Regions from separate parts of the Mus musculus genome. Here region 2 is linked to region 1. Evidence: chromatin contacts called from public HiChIP or PLAC-seq data. All regions are on one chromosome and are shown on one strand. The core of a region is the stretch at or near the end of the contact, and the rest is flanking DNA. Distances in the headings are between cores, read along the strand shown. Region 1 has its middle 3.7 kb from the start of Gm39713. Region 2 has its middle 11 kb from the start of Gm38293.

The links. HiChIP or PLAC-seq counts read pairs in DNA pulled down with a chosen protein or histone mark.
Region 2: a FOXA1 HiChIP or PLAC-seq map of pancreatic cancer cells shows a contact between it and region 1. The contact joins two enhancer-like sites. A contact is called at or near these places in 5 of 39 promoter capture datasets (the 3T3-L1 cell line, the HPC-7 cell line, hippocampal neurons and 2 more) and 4 of 115 datasets of contacts at active chromatin or transcription factors (double positive thymocytes, embryonic midbrain, embryonic stem cells and 1 more).

What each region holds. Positions count from the first base shown.
Region 1 is chr1:180,310,232-180,315,285 of GRCm38.p6, reverse strand. No RefSeq gene overlaps it. Among named protein-coding and RNA genes, the nearest start is that of Gm39713, 3.7 kb to the right of the region's middle. Within about 2 kb of position 2,250, at least 210 of the 459 cell types and tissues checked have an H3K27ac peak or open chromatin away from gene starts, as enhancers often do. A contact at or near this core is called in pancreatic cancer cells, where this site is marked.
Region 2 is chr1:180,755,194-180,760,247 of GRCm38.p6, reverse strand. No RefSeq gene overlaps it. Among named protein-coding and RNA genes, the nearest start is that of Gm38293, 11 kb to the left of the region's middle. Within about 2 kb of position 2,182, at least 29 of the 459 cell types and tissues checked have an H3K27ac peak or open chromatin away from gene starts, as enhancers often do. A contact at or near this core is called in pancreatic cancer cells, where this site is marked.

The DNA of each region.
Region 1 (5,054 bases), core at 1,001-3,500:
TTTACAGAAATAGACGTTTGGGGCTGAGGTATAGCTCAATGGTAGAGCTCCAATCCAGAATGCCTAGCTCCATCTCTAGCACTCTAGGAAGGAGGGAGGGAGGGAGGGAAAGAGGGAGGGAGAGAGGGGAAGAAGGAGGGAAGAAGGGAGGGGGAAGGGAGAGAGGGAGAGAAGGAAAGAGGGAGGGAGGGAAGAAGTCTGAAATGATTGCTGGCAGTATGATTCAGGGAGGTTCTGGAAGCTTTTGGAGGTAGGGTCTCGCTGCTAGAAATGGGTCACTGAAGGTCACACTTGGTCCGGATTCCTCTCACTTTCTGCTCCTGGTCTGCCTTGACATAGACAAGTTCTCTAACACAACTGAAACCAGGAGCCAGAATAAGCCTTTCCTTTTTTAAGTTGTTCCTGCCAGATGTCATCACAGCCACGCATGCGAGAGTAACCGCGTATTAAGTATGATGCACTCCAACGGTGCCTGTCTTTTCGTTCCATTCTGTTTCATTTCTTTCTCAAGGGCTGCTCCAGTTCTCTAAAGCAGCAGATCTTAGTCTGCACATGACCCCTTTGAGGATCGAATGGTCGCCTAAGACCATCAGAAAGCACAGATGTTTACATTGTGATTCGTATTGGCAGCAAAATTACAGTTATGAAGTAGCAATAAAAATAATCTTATGTTTGGGGTCACTACAACATGAGGAACTGTATTAAAGCGTCTCAGCATTAAGAAGGTTGAGAACCACTGGTCTAACGTTGATTTTACCACCTTCTGGCTTCAGCCTGGGAAACTTGTCACACGCCAGAAACAGACACTGTCCTTGGAGAATCAAGTCCTAATAGAGGTGAATACCCAGGTTTATTGAAAAGAAGGGATGAAAATTATTGGGTAATATTAGTCCACCGTTTTAAAACTGACGAGAACAGTCAGACTAGACTCAGAGAGATGAACTGACGCACAGCTGTGGAGACTTGTTTGAACTCAGTCGGCCTGGAATTAAAGCCCTGTGTTCACTCCTCAGCTGTTGTGGGTAGATTCACAGGAAGTAGAACCCCAGCACATCACTTAAAAACAAGGACTTCTGAGAAACAAAGCGAGAAGGGGCAGACAAAACAACAGAAGGGTGCAAAGACAGAGTTTCAGCCAGAGACAAGTCAGAAACATGGGCTATCTATCAGGAGTGTGAATTCCACTACCTGTCCAACCTGGAGGCAGGGAGGAGCCAGACTCTGGCTTGCCTCTCTTGTTTCTCTGCTGCAAATGCCAAGCGAGCTGGCCAATGAGCTTCCAGGGATTCTCCTGTCTCCGCCTCTCCCCCTCCTGTGAGAGCACTGGGATTACAGACCTGTGCACTGCCGCACCCAACTTCTCTTTGTGGATTCAAACACGGTTCCACGCTTTCATGCCGTACGCCCTTTTCTCGCTAACCACTCCCAGGATCACGGAGTCTCTGAGTACTAGTAACCCTAGGCTTCTGGTTGCGGGGAGGAGAGAGAATTACCTCCAGAGCGAAGTTGTTCCCGTTTAGCCGGGGACCACTTTTCTATAGAGGGATGGGTACAAAGCATTAGCAGCCAAGATCAAAGCCACTGGGAGATGAGATCACCAACCTTAGGAAGGGATCTGAGGTAGGAGGACATAAGGAGACTACACAGATTCATATGACACGTCTCACTGTGGACATATATATTTACCCAGTGGTAAAATAAAAACAATAACATGTGTCTCAGGGGTCATTAGGAAGAGTAAGTGAGATTGTGCGGTGGGCACATAATAAGCAAATAATTTAAAAAGATGATTAGCTAGAGTGAAATTAGTGTTTAGCGATAGGCAGCCATTTGTGTCGTTAATGACTATAATTGTATGTTTATGACAATTGGCAAGGGACCTTACTCTGAAATCTCTGCCAATTAAATGAATGGACCTGCATGTCGATTTAGCCACTAAAGTCTTCTCTACCCTGTCGGCTTGATTTCCCCATTATTCAACCCAGAGATTGTGGCCACTGCAGCAGCCCCTGAGACTAAACTCGGAGATGCAGAATGAAATCATCACCCCAGCCCTCAGACAAGCCCAGGAGTGTTGGGGGAGGGGCAGGCTGGGAGCTTCTGGGCTGCTTCCCTGGCTCGGCTTGGCTTGGGATCTCTCTTCCAACCCAGACAGCTGACTAGATTGATTTCCAGGTCACTGTCTGTGCTGAAGTCATTGTTTCTAGGCCCTGAGTCATCACCCAAGGGAGATTCCCAGGCTTCCCCCAGACCTTCTGTCTGACACTCACCCTGGAGAGTGTCTGCGCCCTGCCCTGCTTTGCCCCACTAGTTGGGGCATGAACATACCTTGGTCCTGCTGGGTTTTTGAAGCTCACATGACTCATGGCGTGCACTTGAGTGGATGGATACAAAAGGAAGCAAACCATTCTTGTGGCTGAAGGCAGCTGCTCTTGTATTCTAAAGGACAACTGTAGTTACACTTGGTGGAAGAATAGAGACGCTGGGACACGGAAGACGGCAAGCCGGTGACAGATGCACTGCCTTTCTTGTCCCTAGAAACATTTTCTGCAGCTTGGAGTTTAATGGAGTCAGATTCTTTGTCTCTGACCTCTCCCCAGCTTTACATGCAGGGTTTCTGCTTTGTTCGCTTGTGTGGGTTTTTATGTTTTTGTTTTTGTTTTTGTTTTTTGCATTTCCCACTGTGACGAAAAAGAAATCAGAAACAGCCACCGTGGAAGAAAGGGGTAAAATGGGGGAAGTGAATAACTTGGCTGACTTTGGCCAAAGTGAAGGCTCCAGGGCAACAAGCTAAATTTGGTCAACAATGTGAAGGTTCTGCCTCCCTACAGGGACTGTGTGTGCTGTCCAAACCGGAGGACTGACTCCTGACACAGCTCCGGAGTCACGGCAGACAGAGCCCCATTTCAGCTTTGCCCTCCAGCCATCCCAGTCTTACCTTCTCAGGAAACCAAGGGGAAAAAAAAAAAAAAGAATAGGAGGAAGAGAGTTTCCAGCAAGTATGAGTGGGTGGAGTTGCCCAAACACAAGCAAAATGAAAGGACAAAGCACAACAAAGATGAAGCCCAGTGTGAGGAAAAGGAGAAGGATGAGCACAGCTCGCCCATTGAGGCAGTCAGAGCTCCGGCATGGCAAGGCCACCTCTGCCATTCTCCTCAGGGTACAGCTCAGTGAGGACATGGATCCATCAAGTAGACAAAAAAAAAAAAAAAAAAAAAAAAAAACCAACGACGATGGTGGTACAGTTTGAAAGCAAGATGTCCCCCATCTGCTCATGTGTTTAGATACTTGGTGCCCTCCTGGCACTGGTGTTTTGGGAGGCCATGGAACCTAGTTGGAGGACTGAGTCCATAGAAATGGGCTGTGGGACTGTAGCGGGCATCCTGTCTGGACTTTCTGCTTTCTAGTCTACAGAGCTATAACAAGCCACATGCCCAATTCCCTCTGCCATAGACCCAGCTGCTTCTGCTGCCATGCTGTCCTCTGGCTGCAATAAATTGTTATCCCCTGAGCCATGAACCGGGAACGAGGCCATCCTCTCTGACCTTGCTTCTGTCGGGTGTTTTGTGATAGTCTGAAGTGTAAAAAGTAACTCACACTGGTGGCAAGACAACAGAAACAAAAAAGGAAAGTGATTTTGGATTTAAGAGACTTAAATAGAACTTAGTATAGATCAAACATATAATTAGAAAAATAAAATATAAATTAGAAGCAAGAAGAAACAATACCATTGAAATCTGAGCTACAGGGCTGGAGAGATGGCTCAGCAGTTAGGAGCACTGACTGCTCTTCCAAAGGTCCTGAGTTCAATTCCCAGCAACCCCATGGTGGCTCACAACCATCTGTAATGGGATCCGATACCTTCTTCTGGTGTGTCTGAGGATAGTGACAGTGTATTCACATACATAAAATAAAGAAAATATTAGGAGAAGATGAAAAGAAAAGGAAGAAGAGGAAGAAAAAGGAGAGGAAGAAGAAGGAGAAGAAAGGAGGAGAAGGAGAAGGAAAGATGATGATGAAGAAGAAGAAGAAGAAGAAGAAGAAGAAGAAGAAGAAGAAGAAGAAGAAGAAGAAGAAGAAGAAGAAGAAGAAATCTGAGCTACAACCTTTGGGGAAAGCCAACAGTAATAATCAGTGACAGTAGACAACAGAGGCATGGATGAGGAGGAGAGAAAACGATGGTTAACACAAGGGTAAAAACAGCCCTGCACAAGGAATAAAGATGCAAGCAGAAGGATAATCAGGGGTATAGAGGTGGCTCAGCTGACAACCTGAGTTTGGTCCTCAGGAGCCACTTGGTGGAAAAACAGAACAGACTCTAAGTTGTCCTCTGACCTGCTCATGACCATGATGAGATTCTTCAGGGTTTGAAGAGATGGCTTAGTGGTGAAGAGGACTGGGGTGGGGTTCAGTTCCCTGCATGCATTTCAGGTGGCTCACAGCCATCTGTAATCCCACTCAAACAAAACAAAAGGAAATCCTTGACACCAGCTTGTCAAGCAGATGATACACACACCTGACAACCCTACCAATTCCACTTTTGCAACGTAAGTGGGAGACGACACAAGAATGGGCTTGACAGACGTGTCACATGTAATGCTGAGTGAAGGCACGCACACACACACACACACACACACACACGGAAGCATGGCTCAGGAAATTCATTCAGTTGAGTCGTTCATCACAGTGCTCACGAGTGCTCAGCTCCTCAGTGTGATCAGAACCGTGATTATGTTTCTTGTGTTAGACAAACCAAACTTGAGTACGACCGAGTCGTGGTGGTGCACCCCGGTAGTCTAAGTACCTGGTGGGTTGATGCAGGAAGATCTCAGGTTTGTGACCAGCCTGGGCTATGCAGTGAGACCCTGTCTCATAAAAGGAAACTAAACAAATGTGTCCCACTCCCTAAAACCTAAATACACTGCTCAAGGGAAAGGGTATGCAGAATCTGTGTATGAAGTTAGGATGGTGGCTTCCGTGGACGGCGAGGCTGGGAGGTAGACTGAGCAGGGAATTTAGTGAACATGACATAGTGCTAGTTTTTAAGAGGGAGG
Region 2 (5,054 bases), core at 933-3,432, 450 kb before region 1:
TTAGGGACAGGACATATCTCAAGACAATAAAGGCTATATCAACAACCTACAGCCAACATCAAGTGGAGACAAACAGAGCATTTCCTTTAGAGCCAGGAACGAGACAAAGATGTCTACTCTCCCTCTCTTATTTTATACAGCGCTTGAATCTTTTTCTCTAAATATTTATTTTTATTTCATGTATTCATGTGGTTTGCCTGCATGTAAGTGCACCATGTGCATGCCTGGTGCCCAAAGAGGGTGCTGGATGCCCTGGAATGAGATTACAGAGGTTATAAACCATCACGTGGGTACCTGAGCCAGTCAGGTCCTCAGCAAGAGCAACTCCATTGCACTGAGCCATCTCCTCAGAGCCACAACCCCTCCCCCTTGGCTTTTTTGAGACAGGATTTCCCTATGTATCGCAAGATGTACTGGAATTCTCTATTTAGACCAGGCTGCCTTGAACTCATAGAGTTTTGCCTGCTTCTTTCCCCCGGCAACCACTCCTGGTTAGTGCTTGAATCTAGATATACCAAGTTGATAAAGACAAGACAAAAGGATAAAAGAAGGAAGGGAAGAAGTCATACCATCCTTATTTACAGACTACATGGTTCTTCACTTATTTAAAGATTCTGTTCCGGGGCCTGGCAAACACTAAGTGGATGATCACAGTCAGCTACTGGATGGATCACAGGGCTCCCAATGGAGGAGCTAGAGAAAGTATCCAAGGAGCTAAAGAGATCTGCAACCCTGTAGGTGCAACAACATTATGAACTAACCATTAACCCGGAGCTCTTGACTCTAGCTACATATGTATCAAAAGATGGCCTAGTCGGCCATCACTGGAAAGAGAGGCCCATTGGACAGGCAAACTTTATATGCCCCAGTACAGGGGAACACCAGGGCCAAAAAGTGGGAATGGGTGGGTAGGGGAGTGGGGGAGAGGGTATGGGGGACTTTTGGGATAGCATTGGAAATGTAATTGAGGAAAATACGTAATAAAAAAAAGAAATAAAAGAAAGAAATTGTAAGAGGAAAAAAAAAAGATTCTGTTGAGTCAACTAGAAAACTCTTGGATCTAATAAAGACCTACAGAACATTGGCCTTAGCTGGCCTGAAACGATGTAAATCAGGCTGGCCTTGGACTCTCCCCTCTGCTTCCTGGGAGCTGGGATTAAAGTCATCATCACGCCCAGCAAGAATTGCAGAAATCCAACACCAAGGAAATAAAACTGCCAACCAACAAATGGGCAAATGAACTCGATAGTTTTTCAAAAAACACAAATGCCCAAGAACAATCTCCAAGTGTTCAATGACTCGAGCCGTCAGGGAGATGCAAAGTAAAACCATGAGAGACGTCCATACACTAGCCGCAGAGATTTTGCATGTCCACGTTTGTTGTGGCTTTATTCACTGCAGAACCGGAATCAACCAAGTTGTCCACGGACAGATGAATGAATAGTGAAAACGTGGCACATACATTCTCTCCAGGAAGTTGAGAACTTCAGACTGACATTCACAGACAGACTTGCCCCCCCTCTCCAGTTCTCCTTGGTCCACAGCAAGCATGCCCCTTACTCAACAGCAGGTACTCTCTGAGTCAAGAAGCCTTGCTTCATGGGGAAGTCTTGTCTGTCATTTCCATTACTGATTTGGACCACACAGCCCTTGCACTCTTTACCAGAGCATCAGCAGCTACTTCTGTGGCCATTTGCTTCTCAGAGAAAATGCAAAGTTCCCATAGTTCCCATTCATGCCTTTAATTCCAGCACTCGCAAGGCAGAGGCAGGCGGATTTCTGAATTCCAGGCCAGCCTGGTCCACAGAGTGAGTTCCAGGACAGCCAGGGCTACACAGAGAAACCCTGTCTTGAAAAAAAAAAAAGTTTGTGTTTACTGTCCAGCTCAATGGGTTTCTGGCAGCTGGCGGGCAGGAAGGGTCAGACACCAGGTTCATCTTGACACAGCCAACTAACTCCCTCTGAGTTAATATGTTAAAGAGCCTAGTTTTAGTAAGTTGTTATTGAATGCAATAGAGTCCCTGATGCAAGAAGCGGCTCCCAAGCTGATGTGGGCAGGCTGATGACACTCCTGTCCCCAAGGACAACACCTGGTTGCACGTGCCAGGATGAGGCATGAGCCTGTGAGCCTGAGTCTGTGGCTCTGTGCCTACCCACATCTTCCACACAGCTCAGGCACCAGGGCAGACTGCACTCGCACTGCCACCTGTGCCACGCTGGACTCTTTAGCAGATCACACCTTCCTGCTTGCCCAGTGCCAAAGTCCACTCTACTTCCTGCTAGTGAGGTGGCACGCCTTATGATGAGGGAGGCACCTACCTTTCTTGTTGGAATTGGAGGAGACCATGGTAACAGACAGCAGGCAGGGGGCACCAGTTCCTCTGGCCAGCTTATTGGTGCAATGTCCAAATGGAGAAAGGGTTCGCTTGTCCACATCCTGCAGCAAGGTTCTGGGACTGCTGTACCTCAACGGTCTACTGATGGGGGTGGGGGATAAAGGCCAAATGAGGCAACTTCCCATCCCATGGTAACTACCATTTTTATTGCACTGCCTGCCAAGGCATTTTACACACACCTTCAACCTGCCAGGAAAGACCTTCAGAGATAGCTCTCATTTCCTAGACCATGAGCTCACAGGTCAACAGGAGCACAGAGTATGTCCCCTGATGTGTGGCAAGTGTCAGGTTTTGGGGTTGGTCTTGTAATATTATGTCAGCTGCAGTGGGATGCAGCTCAGCTCTTAAAGCATGAGGCCTTTCCATTCAGAAAGCTCAAACTGCTATGGTGCTTTTTTTTTTTTTTCTTTTTTTTTTTTTTTTCTGAGTCAGTCTTGCTGTAACATACAGCATATAGCCCTGGCAGGCTTACCACTCAGTGTAAGTCAGACTTAACTCATGATCCCCTCTGTGTGTGTGTGTGTGTGTGTGTTTAAGCCCCAAGGCAGGGATGGGCTTGGGCTTCTCAAGGAGGAGCCACACACACACACATTATGTATATATGTGTCTGAGTATATGTGGAAGTAAATTTGGGCTCCCTGCAAAAATAACAAGGGCTTCTAAACTCTAAGCCCGAGGGTCAAATGACCCTTTTATAGGGGCTGCATATCAGGCATTTATGATTTGTAACAGTACCAAAATTACAGTTGTGAAGTAGCAACAAAAATACTTTTATGGTTGGGGGTTGCCACAACATGAGGAACTGTGTCAAAGGGTTGCAGCATTAGGAAGGGTGAGAACCACTGGTCTAAGCCATCTTTCTGACCCTCATCCTCCCCTCCCCTTCCCCTTCTTTGACATAGGGACTCACTCTGTATCTGTAGCTCAGAGATTTCCGCAACCTTGGCCATGGTGTCTCTTCGCAGCAACAGAACAGTGACTAGAAGAAAAACAGCTCCCCTGTGAGTCCAACTCTAGAAGACCTGACTTCCTCTTCTGACCTCTGAGGGCACACATCCCCACAGGCACAATTATTAAAAATGAAATTAAAATATATAACACAAATCCAACACCACAGAAACTCATACATATGGAAATAAGCAAAAATCCACAAGGAATAAAAAAAAAAAAAACACCCGTGTACACACGCAAGACACAGACTAGAATTGGGAAGAAAGGTTTTTTAAAGTTTTCCTTTTGTGTGCAGGTGTGCACACACGCCATGGTTTGAATGTGGGAGTCAGAAGACAGTCTCTTGGGAATCCCCACCTTGGAAAATCTAGTCCTGGGGATTGAACTCAGGTCTTAAGCTTGATGGTAGGTGAGCCACCCAGAACCATTTGTCAGCCCTTTATGTAAAACTATGTAAACTATTTTTACTTATTTACTTATTTAGGGACAGTCTAGGTAGACATGGCTATACTAGAACTTGTTACAGAGACTAGTCTGGCCTCAAATCCAGAGATCTCTTGCCTCTGCCTAATGATGGATTTAAGGCATGTACTACCACACCCAGCTTAAACTGAATTAAAAAAATGATAAAACCATACAAAATTATTTAACTGATGGTTGAGAAAGCTTAGTTTTCTTGCAGAGGTTCAGGTCCCATCATGGCAGCTGCTGTAAGTCTTCTCAGTGTATCCGATACCCTCTTCTGACCTCTGTGCACACTGTGTACGTGTGTAGTGCACAAGCATACATGCAGGCAAAACACTCAAACAAATAAAGTAACTCCAAAAGAAGTTTAATTGGAATAAGCAAAGGACACAGGAAATGTCCAGGAGGGGAAATCCAAACAATCAATAGAAAGAAATGCATTACGCTATTAGTGGTTACCAGGGAAACAGTGGAATTTCACTGTTGTAGATTTATACTTTGTGTGTGTGTGTGTGCTTGTGCGAGCACATACACGCCACAGTTCACATGTGGACATTAGAGGACAACTTTGTGGGATATGTCTCTCTCCTTCCACCCTTCCATGGGGTTCTGGGATGAACTCAGCTGGGCAAACATGCACAGCAAGAGCCTTTCCCTCGGGAAGCACACATGTGAGTTTGTAAATGATCTCACATGGGGGGCCACTGTCAAATGCAGGCAGACTCAAATTACTGAACACATTCATCTACAGGCTATGAGTATAACGTGCACACCAAACAGAAATGACTTTCATGCTCACACTCGGACCCCAGGACATCTGGTCTATACAAACACTCCAGTACATGAAAAAGCTTAAAACCAGGAACACTTGTGGTATCAAACACTTCGGGTAATGATTATTACACCTGTGTTTAATATCTGGAAACATTTTCTTTTCCTTTTTTAATTTTTTTTTGGTTTTCCAAGACAGGGTTTCTCTGTGTAGCCCTGGCTGTCCTGGAACTCACTCTGTAGACCAGGCTGGCCTCAAACTCAGAAATCCGCCTGCCTCTGTCTCCCGAGTGCTGGGACTAAAGGTGTGCGCCACCACTGGCTTGGAAAGGTTCTCTAAAAGAAACTAGAGTTTTTAGAGGAGATTTTTTACTAATGTGTATGCATATATGTGTTTGCGTGAGTATGCTCACAGAACATGGATACTAGGAGGCCAGAAAAGGCTATCAGATTTTCTGGAGCTCAAGGTGT